2 separate regions of the Zea mays genome follow, and region 2 is linked to region 1. Evidence: chromatin contacts called from public Hi-C data. All regions are on one chromosome and are shown on one strand. Each heading gives the region's core, a stretch centred on a gene start, on an enhancer-like site or on the middle of the called end of the contact. The rest is flanking DNA. Distances are from core to core; before and after follow the strand shown. Region 1 holds the start of LOC100191786. Region 2 holds the start of LOC100281596 (Putative E3 ubiquitin-protein ligase RING1).

Region 1 (4,077 bases), core at 1,069-3,568:
AATATTGGCCTGTTTGGTTTAGCTTTTTTCTGACCAACTTTTCTGATAATCTGGTTGTAGAGAGAATCTAGTTGTGCGAAGAATCTGTGTATCGTGGGGATTATGTGCAGAGGAATATGAAGGTGTCCATATGGTTCAATATCTAGAAAGTGATGAATTCCTACTATTGCAACGACTCGGCGGCCGTGTTGATTTTGGATGGTTTTACCAAATCGATTTTTATAGAAGTGTGCTGAAAAACTGAGCGTTTTTCGGTCCGCAGCGGTTTTTTGTGGCCAAAAGCTAAAAAAAAGCTGAAACCATATATTTGTCTCTTGGCAGCGGAATCCTGACAGCTGGTCAACTACTAAATTCAAGTTGGTTCAGACAGCAGTGAAAGCTCAACACAGTATGCAGACCACAACCTTGCCAAATAATCCCACACCATGAACAAAATGAACGAAAGGGCGAAAAATATCCTCTATGCTCCACAAAATGAACAAATAATTTGGTAATTCAGTGGCTGTTGTCTTATAATTGCATAAAATAAAAAATAGTGTGCCCATGTAAATGAGTTTTCAGACTCAAACGGTACCATGTGCATTTTATATTAATAGCTTAATAATATTTCAGCTAAGCACAAACAGGCTACAAGTCAGAAGTCAGGCGCACTTCATTTACATACCCGCAGTACAATTTCGCATGAAACATTGTCAATTTCGATTTCTTCAGTGCTCATATGAAAGTATTCTGTACCCTATATATACACACTGAACACCAGCATAAGAAACATAAACCACAGCGATGCGAAGATAGTTCTACTCACTGTCGGTTCCTCATTCTCCTAAATCCATGAATAATTTAATTTATCTTTAAAGCAAAGCCCAAAGAAGCTGGCAGAGGCCCCGAAACTGTCAACCAGGCAAACACGATCGTTCAGCAAGAGAATCAGAACTCACAAAGGTTGCCCCAGCATCAATGGAGTGACGCAAACCTTCTAGAACATCAAGTTCCCGTGACATCCCTCCTCCCCCTTCATCGATCCTGCAGTCCGCAACTTGAGGGCTTGAGCTCTTCTCCCAGCCACCACCTCCTACTACCTCCGAGCTGCCATCGAAGCGCAGAGCTGGATCAGCGCCGCACTCCACAGAGCCCGCGCTGCATGGCCTCTGAAACGGGGACACGCCGACCTCGGCGTCGATCCTGCCCCGGACGTCGAGCAGGAGGCCCCTGAGCCTCGCCACCTCCGCCTCCAGAGCCGCGTGGTCTTGCAGCCGCCGCACGAGCTGCTGGTTGGCGGCGCGCAGCTTCTTGACCTCCCCTTCCAGGAAGGCCGCGCGCGCCTTCTTCTTCTCGCGGTACTTGCGCACGGCTTCCCTGTTTCCCAGGGGCCTCCGCGGCTTCGCTGAGCCGTCGTCCTCCCCGCCGCTGCCCAGGACCTGGGTGTGCGTGTGCAGGCACGTGTGGGTATGCATGGCGGCCGAGGGGCCCGGAGGGTCGCAGCTGTGCGTGTGGGTGCAGGTGGTCGTGGTCGTGGCGCTGCTGAAGAACTCGTCGAAGCTGTGAGGCATCTCCGGGTGGGAGAAGAGCAACTGGCAGGGGAGGTCAGCTCCATCGTCCATTGTGGCGGAGAATGCGCCTGCCTGCCCGGAACAGATTTCTTCCCTCTGTGGTCAACGGACAAGGATGCCAGAGAAGAAACGGGGAGGGCGGGAGGCGAAGGAATCAGGAACTTGTTCGAAGGATGCTCCTTGAAGCTTTGAGAAGTGGATTTCTGATAATCAGCGGTTGCTGGGTGGCAAGCTGACGGATCACGAGTGAAACTAACTTGCAGGTGCAGGGCAGGGCAGTGGACCACATCAGTCACCACTGAGCAGTCGAGCCAGGGAGGATTGGAGAGACGGCAACGAACTCCTGCAAGGAATGGTGATCTGCCCTAACTGGGCGAAAAGCAATTCACAAGATTGAAGAGTTGGTCGGAAGGACCGCAGACGACGCCGGATCAGCGTGGTAGCCCGAGAAGGCGGTGGACTGGCCGGGAAAATAAAGCAGGATTCCGGCGAGACGGTATGAAAAAAACGGTGGGGCAAGGGTAGGCGGCAGGTCTCTCGCTCCCTCACCGCCGAGCTACTTCTAGCGGGGAGAAACTTTCTGTCCAGTTTCTACCTTCCCTTTCTCTCCTCTCTCTATCCCTTCTCGCCTTTGTCAGCTTCTTTCTTTCTCGTCTCACCCGCCACCGATCTTTTGGAGGAGAGGAGAATCCTGGAAAGGGAGGGGTGTTGTGTTGTGGAGGAGATGGACGCCGACGTGGTTGGTTTAGGGGCGGGGGTGGAGTCGTGGAGACGGAGGGAGGGGCGACGATCCCCGGACCTTGCCAGTGCTGGGAGGTTTATCGATCGCTCGCAATGATGAACCTTTTCGCTTGTGGTGGCCTACAACTGGCCTGTTCAGTTGGACTTTTTCGCGCTTTAAACCTTTTCCACTCCCTCCGTTCGAAATCAGTATTCGCTCATCAACTACTTTTTATATCTATATTCAAATATATTTTTATATCTATATTCAAATAGACGACGAAGTCATATATGCAAAACACATCCATTAATGTTAAATGAATCCACTAAATACCTGAAACGAATTTTAATTTGAGACAAAGAGTACTATATTAAGTGTTTAAATATAATAGAGCTAATAATTAGTTGCTAAAAAATTACTGGTAAAATTAGCTAACTAACAAATAGATAGCCAATTATTAGTTAATTTACCAAAAATAGCTAATAGAACTATTAGCTAGAGTGTTTGATATCTTCAACTAATTTTAGTAGCTAATTATTAGGTTTAGTACATTAAATACCCTAAAGCACTAATTTCAACATTGTCCTGCGTTACCATTCCCGTTTAATGTAAAAATAAAATAAAAAATATATGTAAAAATATGAGTTTAAACTTTAGTAGTTAGCTTCACATTGACATCCACTTAATCAATAGAACACATTTTTATGTCTTAATAAAATCTATTCATATAATTAATATATATATATATACCATGTCATGCAAGTTTTTTTTATTGCCTAGTTGACTATGCACATCATTGTTCATAAAAAACACGCATGCAGAGAAGTTTTTTTAAGAACAAATTATAAAGAAGCGCTATGGAGAAACAAGCATAAAACTTTCAGCATCCAGGTGGTGTTTACTAGCTCGACCTCGGTTAGAATCCCCGAATTGGGCATGCTGCGCTCAGGGTCGCATGGCAAGCAGTGGCCGATTCTCGTCCAAGTTTGTGTCTGCTCTCTGCTGTGCGTAAGTCTGACGAACTTCAAATGGGCTGCGAGGAGCGAGTGGGGAACAGAAATCAACATGGAAACAAGAACGGAAGGACAAGAACAAATTAAGACCAGGTAACAGCTACATCACTAAAGTCAAGCTAGTCCATCGGTACAGACATCTCCCAGGGAAGGACCTAAGTCCCTTTTGTACATGGCTTACTTTGAAGAAGATTAGAGGTATCCATTGTTTCGATGATTAACCAAACGGCTTCAGGTAGCTGTAGCTTGCTGTGCGTTGAGTTCTTCAGCGGGTAATGAGATAAATAAACTTGTTCAACAGGGGAAAAAAGAACTTGCATGCAGGCAGCCGTGAACCAGTATTACTACCAGGCTACCAGCTTGCAGTTGATGGTTAGGTAACGCCCGTCTGGAGACGTGACCGTACTGCCGCTTGCGCTTGATGGTTAGGTTACGCCCGTCTGAGCTCTCAGAGTCCAGCTGTTTTGACCAAACAACATTTCTTCCCAGTACCCTGATACCATTCATGGGACTAAGAAGAAACCCTGCAGTTCCCTCCACATTTTCTCATCCGGGCTTGGGACCGGCAAAGGCAGTGTTAAACCGCAAACAAACAACAAATCAGGAAACACAAACAATTACACACAAAGAAGATCGTGCTCCCAGACATAATTTGAAAAAAAAGATAAGCAAGTGGACAGCTAAAAAACAGCCAGTGTACACTCGTGCAATCTTATGTACAGTTAAGACATCCAGCATATCACAAAAAACTGACCGCAATACATTTCTTAGCGCCAACATGGACATCATAAGG
Region 2 (4,708 bases), core at 2,107-4,606, 520 kb after region 1:
ATCATTTGTAAGAATGTTTTCATTGTCACTAGTCGATGGTTCATCTTGTTTCAACACAACAAACCCATCCTTGACAATTGGCCAAATTTTTCCACCCATTGCTCTAAGATGCATTGCCATTCTTATTTTCCAATAGTCATAGTTATTCCCATCAAAATGTGGTGGCTTCCCAATGTGCACATTGTTGTTACTAGCCATTTTGTCCAACTCCGGGATGATTCGATCCACAAACAATGGAGTCCTTGGCTCTGATAGTACTTGTAGGATCTAGGACACCGGCTAGAGGGGGGTGAATAGACGGTTTTGACTAAAAACAAAAACACTAGAGAAATTTAATCAATATGACAAGAGGTATAAATTCTCTAGTGACAACAAGTAAGCAATCTATGAGAAACAACTATGGTAATTGTATACAAGAAAGACAATATGCGAAATACTAATCACTTGCATGGTAATAAGTAATGCGAGAAGAGAAAGACACACGATTTTATCCCGTGGTATTGGTGATTTGCCGATCACCCCTAATCCACGTTGAGGTGGACTTCAAGCTCTCACTTGCTCCTCTATCAAGATGCGTCTTGATCTTTGAGCCAAGTGGACAAGAAATCACTCAATACCTCATTTCCACTAGTGTCGCCTTTGCCGCTCCGGCGAGGTAGGCACGAACCCCTCACAATCAACACTGCGGCTCCTCCACAATCTTCTTGGAGAGCTCGACAGAGACAACACCCGAGTCGTTTAGGAGGCAGCAACCTCCAAGAGTAACAAGCCGATGACGCTTGCCCAATGTATCACCTAGTGCCTCAAGAATCACCAATGGATGCAAATGCACTAGGAACTCTCAATCTCTCACTAGAATGCAATCTCAAGCAAGGAGTGTGAGAGAATGAGTGGGAGGATCACAAATGAGCTCAATGTGTGCAAGGAATGGCCAAGAGAGCCCTCACACACAAGCTCCCCTTCTATTTATAGCCCACCTCACAATTCTAACCGTTATGTGCAACTAGCACAATTTCTGCGCACACGCGGACGGTCCGCGCCCTTAGGCCGGACGGCCCGCCGTACAAGTAACGGCTAGTTTTCCCATTTGAAATCTGTCAGAGCTGTCAGAAAAGCGAAGTTCGGACAGTCCGCCAACCTTGGCCGGACCATCCGAGACCTGGCAACAAGGAGCACCAGAGCTCTGACCACGATGAGTTAACACATGAGGACAGTCCGTCATACAAGGCCGAACGATCCGCGACCTGGGAGTTAGTACTATCCGGGCTCTGGCCCCGGACAGTCCGTAGTACAAGTGCCCAAAACCACACAGTCCCTGCCCAAACAAATTTGGCACCTGCGAACGGTCCGCCGACCCCGGCCGGACAGTCCGCACAATTACACAGGGACTGTGCAGAGGGCGACCCTCTCTGGTCAGGACTGCGGACGGTCCGGCCCCAAGGCCCGGACGGTCCGCAATACAAACATACAGGACCAGTCCAAAGTGAACATACTTCGGACCCCACTGGATGGATCGCAGACGGTCCGCCCACTTGGCCCGGACGGTCCGCCAACCCCATGACTTAGCAACTTTTTAAACACGCTTTCGAAAAGATTTTTAACTCTCGAAACCGGAAGCGCTGTTAGACCTCATGCAAATGCAACCACTAGATGCTCTATGAGGCACTAAGTTTTACACAGACCAAATTCATTGACCCCTCTTAATAGTACGGCCATCTAGCCTACTAATCCGGTCAAATGTCTTCTCTAAACTCCTGGAGACCGACAAAAACAAAAAACTATGTTATACCTTTGCCTTCACTTGATCCACAACCAATGCTTATAAGTCTCCAAGATTTTCTGTTCTCTGTGGTCCAACCTGCATTCTTATTTCTCTAAGAACTGTTAATCCACAAATAGTTGTTATTAATTACCAAAACATCACTAAGGGGTCTAGATGATTCACACCAAGTCGGCTCTATAATGTTGCTGGGGGAGAATTGAGAACTATCCCTTGAAACGACCATTGAGGGCCGATTTGATAGGTCTAGACGTCTTGTCCCCAGCGGAGTCGTCAAAAGTATGTTGACACCTTTTTCGGGCGCCAATCACTCAACACGAACTGTGGTGGTGCTCTCTGCACAAGGGCGGACGGTCCGTGGCCAGGGGTCGGGCGGTCCGCGGCCTGGCGCAGGGCTAGGGTTTTCTGCCTGACGGCCGGACGGTCCGCGCGTGCGCAGGGGCGGCGGAAGTCGCCGGCGGCGCCTGGATCTCGCTCCCGGGAGGGACCCCGTCGGGGAGGAGAGATCCTAGGAGATGTCTAGGCTCGGCAGGCCAACCTAGACTCCTCTAATCGACGTAGAGTCGAAGAGAAGCGAATAATTTGGGGATTGGAAGACTAACCTAGAACTAGACTATAACTACTACTAAGAATAAATGTAAATTGTATTGATTGAGGGTTCGATTGATTGATTAAATCAGTTTCGGTTGTATTCCTCTGCTTTTATAGAGGAGGGGGGCTGGACCCGTTACCAACAAAATTTTGAGTTAATAATGTGATTCTTGCCAACAAACACAACAAAAAACTCGGAACCCTAATCTGTTCTTGCCAACAAATACAAATTTTCAAGTTTAAAATTGTTAGTTGTAATAAGAAAGACAAAATTATAGACGATTTTTTAATCTAAACTTGTCATGAATTTTAATTTTTTATTAGTTTTATGTAATGAAATTTTATATATAATTGAAGTAGAGTGGAAAAATGTATATTTTTGTGAACTTTGTTATTACATTGTTTGGTTCGGTGTCAATGAGGGATGGGACAATATCAATCCCTGGACTGATTCCGCCTCTTATTTTTTGAGGATGACCACATTCACCATTTTTTAAGAATATTATTTGACTCTGACTCTGGACCTCCAAACCAAACACGGGTAAAGTTAAAATGATCACATCTCATCACTCTTCCTCTTTCATCGTCGCTCCGTCCAAACGCTATTCTCTATACAACCTAAGGTGCATATACAAATTTGTTCCCCTGGATCAAAGGGCCGGCTCCCGTTGCATCTTGCATCCGACAGTTACGAGACTCGCACGGCCACGCCTGTACCGCGGCCGGGCGTCGCGCCTCCACCTGACCACCTCGCGTACTCAACAACGGCAAACGAGAAACAGAGAAGAAAAGGAGGCCCGAGAGCGCAGGGAGCGGCAGGAGGCAGGCAGCCAGCGAGTCGAGCCGAGCAGTCGCCGCACGCGGCCACGCGCATCGGCACCAACCCAAAGTTACACGACACAGGGGCAGGGGCAGCGCTGCACGGCCCGCACCGGGCACCCCCTTCCCCTGCCTCGCGTTCGCGTTCGCCTAGTCTCCTTCCTTTTCCTCTCGCTCTCCGCCTCCATCAGCTCGAGCCGCTTCCTTCCACCCACCACGCACCACCTGACCTCCCTTCCCTCATCGGCTCCTCCTCGTTCCCACTAGGCAGGAACGCCGCGCGCCGAGCCGAGCTAGCGGCCGGAATGCCCGCGCAGAAGCGCCCGCTCCCGTCGTCTGCCTCGCCCGGCTCCGACGCCGACGTCGAGGAAGCTCCTGGCGCCGACGCGGACGGCTGCGGCGGGGCCGACCAACGGTCGCCGAAGGTGACGCTGAACGGAGTGGAGGAGCGGGACGGCGGGCCGCTGCAGGCCAAGGACCAGCGCCACGGTACTACTGGGCTTTCAACGACGCGCGGCCCGCCGACTCGGGTCATCTTCTCGCGATGCGCGTACGCGTCGCGCGGTGCTGCGTCTCTAAGGGTGTCGCTGAGCGCGTGCTTCTCTGGTGGGCTTGGCAGATTCCGACGCTGACGACGAGGAGGAAGGAGACCGCGAAGGCGGCGGCGGCGGGGACGGGAGCGGGAGCGGAGGCGACGACGACTGCGACAGCCAGTCGTCGCAGAGTGACGGCGTGATGGACGAGTAAGTAAACCGTGGACTCCCCCCTCCCTCCCTTCTCCTCCGCTCTTCCCCGTCTCCTCCACCGCCGTCTGCTCTGCCGCCCGTAGCGATTTGGCGGTGTCCTGTCGTCACGTCCCCGTGCGCCAGCTCCCGTTCGGCCGGGTGACGGCAGAGGCTGTCGACGGGAGGTGCTCAGTCCACCCGCCAGCCCTGGCGGCCGCCGCTTTCGTCGTGGTGATGTCGGCTCGAGCGCTCCCTTCGCCTCCGAGGCGTGGGATCTTCGTAGTGTTGTGGACCCGCGAGCCCGCTCGGGTTCGTCCGTTCCTCGTGGCGTACTGGCGGCGGCAGGCCACCTTGAGTTGCTCTTGCTCTTGTTCGGTCGAGCCGGCTGTGCCTGTGCTGCTTCGTTGTGCGCGGCGGCGGAATCGCTCCCATCACCGCCAGGGCCTGGGATCTTAGCATGCATGCTTTCGTCATGTCGCACGGTTCCGGAGGCGCCGTGCTCGTGACGGCAAATGCCGGCGGGTGCATCCGAGGTGGATCGTCGCTTGCCCAAACTGTTCTGCCGGAGCCGCCAGCCACAGCCCACAGCTGAATGGGCCCTCTTGTTCATCGTGGTTCAGCTGCCCACTGGAACAGTTGCCTATTTTTCTTGCTCCTGAATCGTGTATGTCTACGGCGAACTATTTCCTGTATCCTTTTTGTCGCTGCTAGCCTGACCTCCAGGATCGCAATGGTCTTGGCGTCTTGGCATGCGTAGGCGACCTTGTGAGCCTCCTTGTGCACCCGTATTCTT

Evidence for each region. A called contact is a pair of places that touch in the nucleus more often than the background predicts.
Region 2: a contact with region 1 is called in a Hi-C map of ear, with 1.8 times the contacts expected there. The contact joins the promoter of LOC100281596 here to the promoter of LOC100191786 in region 1. A contact is called at or near these places in 2 of 25 Hi-C or Micro-C datasets (ear and leaf).

The regions. Positions count from the first base shown.
Region 1 is chr8:123,358,933-123,363,009 of Zm-B73-REFERENCE-NAM-5.0, forward strand. LOC100191786 reads right to left here and starts at 2,319. Exons shown (of 2, transcript NM_001137211.1): 1 at 974-2,319; 2 at 587-890. The coding sequence starts at 1,601. The coding sequence ends at 841.
Region 2 is chr8:123,874,278-123,878,985 of Zm-B73-REFERENCE-NAM-5.0, forward strand. LOC100281596 (Putative E3 ubiquitin-protein ligase RING1) reads left to right here and starts at 3,357. Exons shown (of 10, transcript NM_001154515.2): 1 at 3,357-3,679; 2 at 3,810-3,933. The coding sequence starts at 3,496.